Linked DNA regions of Mus musculus: regions 2 and 3 are each linked to region 1. The links are chromatin contacts, called in public Hi-C and HiChIP or PLAC-seq maps. All regions are on one chromosome and are shown on one strand. The core of a region is the stretch at or near the end of the contact, and the rest is flanking DNA. Distances in the headings are between cores, read along the strand shown. Region 1 holds the start of Dimt1 (DIM1 dimethyladenosine transferase 1-like (S. cerevisiae)). Region 2 has its middle 3.9 kb from the start of Gm31452. Region 3 overlaps Ipo11 (importin 11).

What was found. Hi-C and Micro-C count contacts between places; a contact is called where the count stands out from the background. HiChIP or PLAC-seq counts read pairs in DNA pulled down with a chosen protein or histone mark.
Region 2: a contact with region 1 is called in a Hi-C map of CD8 T cells, with 2.0 times the contacts expected there. The contact joins the enhancer-like site here to the promoter of Dimt1 in region 1. A contact is called at or near these places in 5 of 39 promoter capture datasets (the C10 cell line, the HPC-7 cell line, HPC-7-derived erythroid cells and 2 more), 4 of 484 Hi-C or Micro-C datasets (CD4 T cells, CD8 T cells and fetal liver), 11 of 115 datasets of contacts at active chromatin or transcription factors (the 230-238 cell line, the SCID.adh cell line, bone marrow-derived macrophages and 6 more) and 3 of 9 other capture datasets (adipose tissue, liver and pancreatic islet).
Region 3: an H3K27ac HiChIP or PLAC-seq map of embryonic stem cells shows a contact between it and region 1, with 5 read pairs. The contact joins the enhancer-like site here to the promoter of Dimt1 in region 1. A contact is called at or near these places in 19 of 39 promoter capture datasets (the 3T3-L1 cell line, 3T3-L1-derived adipocytes, the C10 cell line and 12 more), 1 of 484 Hi-C or Micro-C datasets (embryonic stem cells), 3 of 115 datasets of contacts at active chromatin or transcription factors (the SCID.adh cell line and embryonic stem cells) and 3 of 9 other capture datasets (adipose tissue, liver and pancreatic islet).

Annotation. Positions count from the first base shown.
Region 1 is chr13:106,945,106-106,948,827 of GRCm38.p6, forward strand. It overlaps Dimt1 (DIM1 dimethyladenosine transferase 1-like (S. cerevisiae)), which reads left to right and starts at 2,024. Exons shown (of 12, transcript NM_025447.4): 1 at 2,024-2,178; 2 at 2,481-2,554; 3 at 3,596-3,682. The coding sequence starts at 2,100.
Region 2 is chr13:107,057,864-107,061,585 of GRCm38.p6, forward strand. No RefSeq gene overlaps it. Among named protein-coding and RNA genes, the nearest start is that of Gm31452, 3.9 kb to the right of the region's middle. Within about 2 kb of position 1,813, at least 38 of the 459 cell types and tissues checked have an H3K27ac peak or open chromatin away from gene starts, as enhancers often do. A contact at or near this core is called in CD8 T cells, where this site is marked.
Region 3 is chr13:106,854,764-106,858,485 of GRCm38.p6, forward strand. It overlaps Ipo11 (importin 11), which reads right to left. Exons shown (of 30, transcript NM_029665.4): 23 at 2,466-2,545; 24 at 1,975-2,055. Among named protein-coding and RNA genes, the nearest start is that of Lrrc70, 20 kb to the left of the region's middle. Within about 2 kb of position 1,973, at least 5 of the 459 cell types and tissues checked have an H3K27ac peak or open chromatin away from gene starts, as enhancers often do. A contact at or near this core is called in embryonic stem cells, where this site is marked.

The DNA of each region.
Region 1 (3,722 bases), core at 774-3,273:
CATTCTGCCTTCGTCCTCCCACTCAACTCTAAGTGTCCCTCCCCATTCTCAGTCATCGGGCGCTGGTATCTTTATTGATGGATCAAGAGCCAGTTGGAGAACCTGAGCATTAGAACTAACCCCTACACTGTCCTGATTCATTTCTTTTAGTTTTTTCTTCTGTTTTGTTCAAAAAGTAGTCAGATTCTTGTTTGTCCTGTTCATCACTGTCGTAATGCTGACAGTCCAGGAATGTCCATGCAGAAAAATTCTCAAATTACCAAAGCTGCCATTTTCGTGTACCTAGCCTAGGTTGTAATTGTTGTGGTCCTGATAGGTGTGCAGTGACCTTGCATCTGAAAAATGAACTGAAGGCCTTTCAGCATGGTCTCAACATCAGCTTTGGGGCCGAGTGTGAAGTCTAGCATGCGCAGTGCTGCTGCCATAGGGAAGAGAAGGCTGGCGCCATGTCCCTGGGAGGTAGACCAGGAGTCTGGGGTATTGCTAGGTGTGTGAGACTGCACACCTCCCCCTTTTAAAAATAAGCTATTTGTAAAAGCAGTGGTGATGTCATGTTCAGATTCCACGAAGGAACTTTGAATTGCTGAGTGCCAGTAACTGCGAGGGGAAGCTTAAGTTCCAGAAAGAAAAACAACGCCATAATTTTTTTTTTTTTTTTTTTTTTTTTTTTTTTTTTTGCTAATCGCGTATTTTGGCTTTTGTAACTGTAGTTAGCTTGCAACTGCGGGATGGGAACCTTGAGGGCTTTCCAGGCTCAGAGATGAATGAACTTGGGTCCGGAATACCCAGCTGTAGTCACCTGCGGCTGGAAGAAAGGCTTTCCATTGGCTCATAGGCAGTGTTCAAGTGCTCCTTGGTGGGAACCCCATAATAGTCGACTATAAATAAAAGATTATATTAGGATATTTTAGAACTTTCCCTGTGCTCGAATTACAGCAAAGAAAGGAAGGACTAAAACCTAGGCTACGAGAAAAAAAAAAAAAAAAAAAAAAGCCGGGCGGTGGTGGCGCACGCCTTTAATCCCAGCACTTGGGAGGCAGAGGCAGGCAGATTTCTGAGTTCGAGGCCAGCCTGGTCTACAAAGTGAGTTCCAAGGACAGCCAGGGCTATACAGAGAAACCCGGTCTTGAAAAACAAAACAAACCAAAAACCAAAACAAACAAACAAAAACCTAGGCTACGGAACAGGTTCTTAGCAGTAGCCTTTGGTGGTTGATTGCAAAGACTTTCTTCAGCGCACAAACAGAAAAATTAAAACCGAAACATTACACTGGCAAGAAAAACAGCCATGAATCTTTTATTCTGTATGTTACAGCCCGGCGTATAATCCCATTACAATATCCAACACATACCTGTAATCAATCCCATTTACAGGGTTTTGAAATTGTTATAGCCTTTATCTTTCAATAAATAAACATTGAGAGCAGCATATTTTAACTATGACATTCCAGTGCTGGAACTCAGCAAAACGACGAGAAAATGAACAAAAAGCATAGAGAAGTAACCAGTAAGTGCCGTGTTGGAACGAGAGCTAATTCTAATCTAACTGCTTTCCACAACGGAGAGACATGTTACCCTAAACCACCAAGCTCCGTGTCCATCGAGCCTAGGCTTCTCAGCCCACAACCTGCAGGGAAACAGGAGAGACACGAGAGATCTTTCCGCAGATATCAGAATGTCCCAGGGCAGTGCCAAATGAAGCACCCAATTTGCCGAGACCCAACCAATCCTAACTGCCTGCCTGAGCGGCGCGGTTTCCTCTGGGAAATCGGGCTCTTGGGGAAGTTGTTGCTCCAGCTAAAACTCTAAAATCCGGTGGCTAACCCGCTGGAGCCAGCCTTGCCTCCGGAGGAGCTCACCAGACAGAAACTACAATCTCAGCAGCCACTGGGCTCGAGTCCGCCTTGCCGCGGGAGGAGCCCATAAGAGACTACAATTCCCAGCAGCCACTGGGCTCCGGCCTGCCGCTGACTGGGTGGGTCGGTGATCGCAGTGGGCGGGGAAGTGGGCCTCTCGGGCGCCTAGTCGTGACGGCGACTGAGGGCGACTTCCACGCGGTTCCCGGCTGCTTTCGCTTGGCACAGGGACTCCTCCGAGAAGATGCCGAAGGCCAAGTCCGCAGCGAGTAGCCGCCGGCGGGATCGTCAGGAGCAGCGCCGGGAGCTGAAGCGAGCTGGAGGTGCGGTGTGGAGGATGCTTGGGACTGACCCGCGGCGGGGGAGCCCTACGGTGGCCTGCGCCTCTAGCCGCCCCGAGGAGGGTGGGCGCTCAGCGCTGACCCTTCCCCGCGCGCGCCTGGTCTTCCTTGCCAGCAGGAGGGATGGATGGACTCAAAGATACATCCCAACCCCGGCCGGGAGCGCGGCGCTTGTGGATGCATTGGAGCAGAAACCGTCCCGGGTCCATCCTGCTTCTCTGGGACGGCCTGAGATCGGTTCTTGAAAAGTTGGGAAATTAAGGCTGCTTCGTGTTTTATTTCAGGACTCATGTTCAACACAGGGATCGGACAACACATTTTGAAAAATCCTCTAATTGTTAACAGCATCATCGATAAGGTGGGTGTTAACGATGAAAGGCAGAGCGTTTGTGGATTGTATTTTTCTGACTACTTAATGCCTGTATGCCTAAGTTGCATGCCCATAATTATCCCAGCATTTGGGGAAGCTGAGGCAGGGTGATATGCTCGACCGCAGCCTACATACTAAGAAAATATAAACCAAGATAGGGTGCCTGACAGAATAGTTGCTCTGTATGTATATGTTGGATGGGTTGAGAATTGCCCAGTGATTTCCAGATTATTTCCACTTTTTGGAGGCTCCATCTTGTTTTTGGAACTGGGTCTCATGTAATTCAGGGTGGCCTCAAACATGGTGTGTGTCAAAGCCAGCCTTGAACTCCACTTTGCAAGCGTGTATCATTTTGATCACTTTCTAAGTACATCATCGTTACTCTTTTTATTCCAGACCGTAAATTTACGTCCAAATCACACTGAGTTTGTTCCTCAGGAAAAGATATGGTACTGCATATGAACTGTTTGGAGGATTCCTTCTGTATGGGTTACTGTGCTGTGCTTATGGAGGATTGAGGGCCTGGAGGTAAAATACAGACGGTACAGGGAGCATCCTGGAGCCATAGAGTATAGTTCTCCAGTCTCACCGAATATTCTACTCATAAGCATATGCACACTGGTAACGTTTTGTATGGTTACTATATTCTTAAAACTGTACAGTGGTTAAGAATTGAGAAATCTTTTCCATTTGAATGCACTCTTTCCCATTTGAACTCTTTGGAAGTTACAATTAGTTACAGTTTGCTGGAATTATTGCCAATGTAGAAAGCAGGAACCCACCAGTAGAACCGATTGCTCTTGCTTTTGTTCTGGCTCCAGAAGCTGAGTATATCCCCTAAGTTAGGAAATACAGGTTTTCACTTATACCTAATGCCTTTGAGGTACTACTGCTGTTAACCACATAAACCCTGAAAAAAATGAAGCCAGAGTAAAATGTCTTTAACTGTACATTGATAAACAGAAACAGTCACTTACAGACTTTGTGTTCAAGTGGGCCAGAGCATAAAGGAGTTGTGTTTATTTATAGGCTGCTTTAAGACCTACCGATGTGGTGCTGGAAGTTGGGCCTGGGACTGGCAATATGACTGTCAAGCTGTTAGAAAAGGCCAAAAAGGTAAAAGTGGGGTTTCGTGTGTTACTCTCAAATTAGCTCA
Region 2 (3,722 bases), core at 563-3,062, 110 kb after region 1:
AGATAGCCTGATCTTGAGCGAGTCTCCTGCAGGTTGCCATAGCTGCAGTGAGTTCATGCCTGCATAGTACTTCTCCCATCCTCTGGCTCTTACATTCTTTCTGTCCCCTCTTCTGCCATGTTCCCTGAGCCTTGGCAGGGCAGAGAGTGGGACTGCTACAAGTTCCCTATTTGGTGCAGAGTCTCAACAGTCACTTATTCTAGGCACTTTGGCAGGTTGTGAGCCATCACATTAACTTCTTCCCACGGCAGAAAGGTGATTCTCTGGCTAACGCAGAGAGCAGCAAGGTTCCATGGGTATTAACATAAACACCTCTGAACAAATCCTGGGTCTAGTACTCACTCCCTGGTGGCTTTAAGAAAGTTACTAAATGTCTCTGTTTCTCTTTCCTACTTGGGGGATAATAGTACCTCTCTCTTATAGTATTGTTATGAGATTTAAATGAGATATAAACAAAGCATGTGAACATTGTTAGTTTAAATCCAGTGCTTAATTGTGAGGAGTGGGTGTGGCAGCAGTCCCAAGATGGCGCCCGGGACTGCAGCTAAGTCTTATGACTTGTACCTGACTTCCTCATACACCTGAAAATAGCCAAGACCATCTTGAGAACTGCGCAGGTGTACCATGATGCTGGCGGTGTAAACAAGTCCATATTTGGTGGAGACATGCCCCTGCCAACCTGATTGGCTGAAGCTGCGTGCCTGGTGTGGTGACATGGCCTGTTGTGAGTGGATGGGAACTGAGAGTATATAAGAGTGAGAGGCCCGGGGTTAGAGGGAGATATAGATGAAGAGAAAGAAGAGAGATGAAGACTGAAGTTTGCTGAATAAACTGCTGTTAGAAGGACTGGTGGTCGTGTCGTTCTTGCTGGTCGAGAGCAGACGCGGCACTTAATAAATGAATATTACATGACTATGAACTATAAAACAAAACCCTCGAGTCTGTAGTAAGTGACAATATACCTGTTGCATCACTGGGAAGAGGTCTGGTTAAGGAACCAGTGAAGGAAGATGACTGTGGAATATGGCTCTGGAGGCTTGGTTTGTCTTAGCAGTTGCCAAGTGAAAAACTTGAGCTGTTTGATTAACCACGTCCTATGTGGCTGGTTAAATGTGCTTCGCCCATAGGAAGTGGTACTGTTAGGCCTTGTTGGAGGAAGTGTGTCACTGTGGGGGTGGGCTTTGAGACCCTCATCCTAGCTGCCCAGAAGCCAGTCTTCTCCTGTCTGCTTCAGAACAAGATGTAGCACCCACAGCTCCTCCAGCACTGTGCCTGCCTGGACAGTGCCATGTTCCTGCCTTGATGATAATGGACTGAACCCCTGAGCCTATAAGCCAGCCTCGATTAAATGTTGTCCTTTATAAGAGTTGCCTTGGTCATGGTATCTCTTCACAGCAATGGAAACCCTAAGTAAGACACCCTATTAACCTAGTGACTTTAAATAAACTTCCTAAGAAGAGCATGGTGTGTGTTCTCCACAGGCATTTGCTCATGTAATGAGGGATTGCCATTAACAACCCATAAATGAAACTGCATTTATATGAGCCGACAAATGAAAAGGGATCTGAACTCACAGCTTAGGATGTGGACTGTTGCTATGCCTTCTGGTTGACAAGATGGTTGAAGTATGAAATCACTACAGCCAAGTGTGGAACCTGATTGCGTTGGTGCCAAAGCAGAACTCTGTTTTTGTCTACTGAGAGACTTGGGCAACAGGTATTCATTGCTCATCCTCTTTCAGCATAAGAAATACAGGGAGGGAGTGAGCAGAGGCGAACTTGAGCAATAAAAAACCCACATCCCACAGCCTACCCACATCAGAAAGCCTCCACGTGATTCCAAGCAGCAGAACCACACAGGAGAAGGCAGGCAGCCTCTTCTGATATTGAGTAGCAATTGCAGCATGTTGCTTGTGTAACACAGAGACCAAAACTTTGGCTGAGCAAGAAAGTGAGGTGAAGTTTCCATCAATTCCCAGTTCAAAGACCTGTGGAATTTGGGAATCACCAACTCTGCTGTTAATTGGATGTTGCTTCTTATTTTAAATTAATAGTCCATCTGTTGCTATAAAATAATTGAATTATATGACATCTCACCCCTTCCACGTTTCCTATGTACTTCCGTGACGTTTCAACAAGACTCATGTGGCTTCGCTTTTCATAAAGACTCCCAAGGAAGGGATTTTATGACGTCCCTTGTTAGTGCTTCCAGGCTGTCAGCTCACATCTGCAGGAAATCTTTTCCTGCATCTCTTAGGAAACCCACTCAAAATTAACGAGTAACTGAACCCTGCTCCTGAGTGGGAAGGGAAGATAATGGAATCTGAGTCCGCTGTTGCAAAAGCAAATGGAACCTCAGCTCACCACTTGGCACCTGAGCTTCCAGAAGGCTCTGAACCATTATCTGCAGCTGAGCCCTAGGCTGGCAGGAGATGTGATCGGTGCCTGCCTTATCCTTTCTGTTTTAGCGAGACTGAAGTGGAACTGAGCCAGAGAACTACTGCAGCACAAGGCAAAACATTTCTGAAAGTTTTGGGAACTTGGAGATAGTCACGGATGTACGATTTATACCGTAACTAAGGAGGGTTCAAGTCACCTCCCCTCCTATGTTTAAAGATTATGTAGCCTATCTCTGTGTGTATATTCATACATACTTTTAACGGCAACCTAAAAATTCTAACATATGGTTCAAAATAGAATGATTTATTAAAAATTAATAGTTAGGTATAGAGTCAGAGTTATGAGGGCTGGCTGGTGAGAAATACCTGTTTTAGAAATGGCTAGGGTGGTCTAGTGACATCACATACCATGGAAAGAAAAATCCAATGTGATGAAAGCTATATAGAGAGGAGGATCAGAGGGAGGACTGGTGGGGAGTTTGAGCAACATTAATCCAAGCAGAATTTGAGGTGAATGAGCCACGTAGGGTCCTGAAATCCTCATCATGGCTCCAACTGAGGCCTGGAATGTAGTTTTCTATGCCGGCAGCAGGAGCAAGGACAGTACAGAGTCAATAGTACAAAAGACAGAACACGAAATCCAGATAAACAGGAGCAAGTAACCACGCAGTTCTTGGGGCATCTCAGGAGTGTGTGGAAGATGTTGAGCGGATTGCAGGACGATGTCTGTGTCCAGCCACCAGGCTTCCCTGCTTGAAGTGTTGTAGAGCAGTTTCCTCTGAGACGGAAACACCCCATCTCCCGAAGAAGCTCCTGAGAACAGAAAGAAAAAACCTCAAAAGAGCCTCGGGAAGTCTCTAATACCAGCCAGAAAGAAAATGGAAGGATCAGAATTTCCTGAGTTATAAAGTATTATAATTAATACCATTGACTTGGTAGGATCTAGAATCATCGAAGAGGCAAGACTCTGGAGACGACTGTGAGGAATTATCTCAATTAGATTAACTTGTGGGCATTCCTACAATTACCTTAACTCAAGTGGGAAGACCCACTGAATTTGGGCAGCATCTTCTACATGGTCCCACATATAAAGATGTGCGGAGGAGGGAAAAGCTTTTTGCCTGCCTGTCTTGGCATCTCCCTGGTGAGATGTTCCCAAGGTCGTCTATTCTGTTTCTGTCAGTGCGGCAGCCGCCTCTGCTGTTGAAGTCAGAACTCTACTTCTTTGGTCTTCCAATGTGGACTGGAGACCAGTGGCTCTCCAGAAATCCTTCAGGCCTTGGCATCCAGTCTCATGGACCAAGCAGCTACTTGTGCTCAGCTA
Region 3 (3,722 bases), core at 723-3,222, 90 kb before region 1:
GCAGTCACCAGGCCTGCTAAAACTGCTGCTGTTATTGATCTTGCATTCTAACTGGAGGAGGTGTAAGATAAATCAATAAATAAATGCATGTTCTATGAGACTGCAGTTAAGTACCTGAAGGAAAAGAGGGTCAGTGAGAGAAAATCTAGGTTGGAGTGGATTCTGGGCCACAGAACAAAGCATTTACTCAACTACTTGCAGAAAAAAGTTTCTAATTCCTGACCCACAAGGTAAATGACTGAATATATTAACAAATAACCCCAAATATACCCAATTTATAAGTCAAACCAACCATGTATACACTTACATAAATATCTAGAATATATATGTGTGTGTCCACCGAAAACAGACAATACACTCAGAGTGCTAACTGGTTATTATTCCTGTTAAATCTGTGTATCTATGTATTGATTAATAGGAAATAAACGTTTTATAGTGAGTTCCACTAGAAGAAAATTCACCTTGAAGATCTAAGATAATGCCACAGTTTTCTTTTTTTTTAAAGATTTATTTATTTATTTATTTATTTATTTATTTATTTATTATATGTAAGTACACTGTAGCTGTCCTCAGACACTCCAGAAGAGGGAGTCAGATCTCGTTACGGATGGTTGTGAGCCACCATGTGGTTGCTGGGATTTGAACTCCTGACCTTCAGAAGAGCAGTTGGGTGCTCTTACCCACTGAGCCATCTCACCAGCCCATGCCATAGTTTTCATAACAAAAAAGTAATTGTCAAGATTGAAAGACTTTGCCAGGCATAGTGGTGCACGCCTTGAATCCCAACACTTGGGGAAGAGAGGTAGGTGGATCTTTGTGTGTTTGAGGACAGTCTGGTCAACACAGTGAGTTCTAAGATAGCCAAACCTACAGAGTGAGACCCAGTCTAGAAAAAAAAAAAAACCAAAAAATTAACAAAGTTTTAAAAAAGTAAGACTTTGTCTAGCCAGAATTTACTTCTCTTATTTGATATAAAACACAGCTAAGAAATTAAGACATTTAACAGCTACAGCTTTCAAATTCCATATGTAAAATATGGATACATATGTGCATATACATATTATGATATAGTTTAATACAGTTATACGTTAGCTACTATACTCATGTTATAGCATTTCTTTCATAGAAGGTCATATAAAGATAATACATACAGTTCACAGGATACTGGCTCTTAACTGGACAAGATCCCAACAAATCTAGCTTCTAACTTCAATACTAAAGTTAAAACTGTCAGTGAAATTGTTGTCCCAAATGTAGACTAACTAAGACTAACTAAGCAGTGACCACTGCTGCTTAGCATACGAAGACTAACGTCTGAGTCCCGGTCTGGGAGGCAGGCTGCCAAGGTGAGGGTGTAGCTCATGGTGAGGCTTGCTTCCCACTAGAATACCTAGAACACTATCAAAACAACTGAAAACTTAAGGTACACTGAAGGTTGCTAGGTTTAGGACAAGTTGGTAAAAGGCTTTTAACTCATCTCTATCCAATGAGGTTTTAGGATAGACATTATTCCAATCAGCTACAATCGTATTAGCAGGGGGCTGGAGAGATGGCTCAGTGATTAAGAGCACAGGTGATCTTCCAGAGGATCTGGGTTCAATTCTAACTCCCACATGACAGCTCACAACTGTCTGTAATTCCTGTTCCAGGAGATCCGACACCTCACTCAGACATACCTGCAGTCAAATCAATAATGTATATAAAATAAAAATATTTATAAAATTATTAAAAATAAATTATAAAAACAAGCCAAAACAAAACAAAAAAAATGAGAAATCCAAAACTGCATTTTAACAAGACCTCTAGGTGACTTGTACACACATTCAAATTTGATGCCTTTGGTACAGAGGAAGGAATTCGGCCAAATTGAACACTCGCTAGAATTCAATCAGTTTCTCTCTTTCTCAGCCATCCATTCTATGGAGGCTCGGCCTCACCAATATCAGCATGACAATCAATTTAAAATGACAATACCTTCAGCACTTGAACTTGACCTTCTGTAGTAATCTCTGGTAGCAGCTCATAAAAGGACTGGCACAAACCTGCTGCATATGTCTGAAATCCAATCAAAGGTCAATATGTGTAAGAACACAGCTACAATACTGAAAAGGCAAGAAACTCAATTTGGAAGGTCTCACATTATTCAAGAATTGGTACTAAAGGTCTAAGCAAACACTTTCAAGTAAGACCCCTCATAGGAAGAATGAAGAAGATAGGCCGTAAGCTACTGCTACACTGACTGCTGAGTATATAGTTACGTAGATAGTGCATCTTCTGTAGTCAGCTTCAGTGGAACTGGACGCTGATCTCGCCCTTCCTACAGTGAGAAATACTTACAGGGAAATAAAATCTCTAAGCACTAAAGTATCAGACCGAATCTGAACTTTGAAAAGGCACTTCCTGATACCACACAAACCCCAAAATAATATATAATTATTAACAATGCAAAAGGTGTTCTGACATACCTGTAAAAATTCTGTTGATGATAAAAAGATATAGCCATTGATGATCTTAAAGCAGGTTCTGAGATTCTCTGAACTTAATTCTGCCAAAACAGTAATTATTGTTTAAAAGAGCAAATTAACTAGCTGTTCAAAATTTAAGTGAGGTAATGATTCATTTTAGTTAAAACTAAGTTGCTATAGCAACTTGAAGCACTCAAGTTTGTTTTTAACCATGATTACTAATGGATTTTGACTGTTTATGGTTCCTGAAGCAGCAAGCATGCAGCTTACCGTTTGCAAGGCAGCTGGATGGAAGCTCTAGGATAGAAGATCAGACAGGATTGACAATGTTTTATCATCAGAAAAAGAAAAAGAAAAATCTCTACAAACAAGTGAAAAAGAAAAACTAAGTTACAGCAAGGGTGGTGACACACAATTATAGTTCCAGCACTCAAGAGGTTGAGGCTGGAGGATTGTGAGTTCAATGCCAGCCTGGATAAAAGGAAAATAAAATAAGAGCAACTTACATGCTTTCTTTATAAATTTTCGTGACTACAATCTAGCCAGTATTCATAAGCTGGTCAGATGTAACAGTGCTCTCATTCACCCTGTAGCAGTAAAACTCTAAAGACTGAGAAAGGCACCCTTCCCTTCTGTCGTCAGAACAACGCTAGGAAAGCGCACGGCTGGGACTTTTCATTTCCAACCAAAACCTGAGCTGGGTCCTGGGGTTTCCTGGTTTATAAAGAAAAGTATGTAGAGAGCAAGCGTGTTCAGTTTTTAGTGGGGGAAGACGGCAGAGTGGGGTCGCTGTATGAAGCTGACCATGAAAGCGTGGAACCCTGCTCATGAGAAGGCTCAGATGACCGGTCTGGCTGACGTTCTGACGCGGCCAGACTGGCACTACATAAAATCCCCAAGGTAGGAAAAGAAGCTACACAAGGCCTTTGTGCCAAGCACACCTCCTTTCTTTCCCTAAGACAACTAAAAGACAGAGTTTTCTAGGGAATCAGCAGGAAGCAGCCGGCACTGCCTTTGGGAATGATTGCATGTCAAGGAAATGGCAAAGGGCTGGTTACTGAAAAACAGACTTTGAGTTATTACTTGAGAATTCTTCTAATCTGAGGAGGAATAAGGAATGACATTTTTTTAAGGCCCTCAAGAAAAGAAAGTGGGGAGTAAGGGGGAAGGGAATAGAGAAAGGAAAGGGTCTCGGGAGAATGAAGTGATTAATGGCATTATCTAGTCAGCACAGTCATCTACCCACTGAGTTTCGAC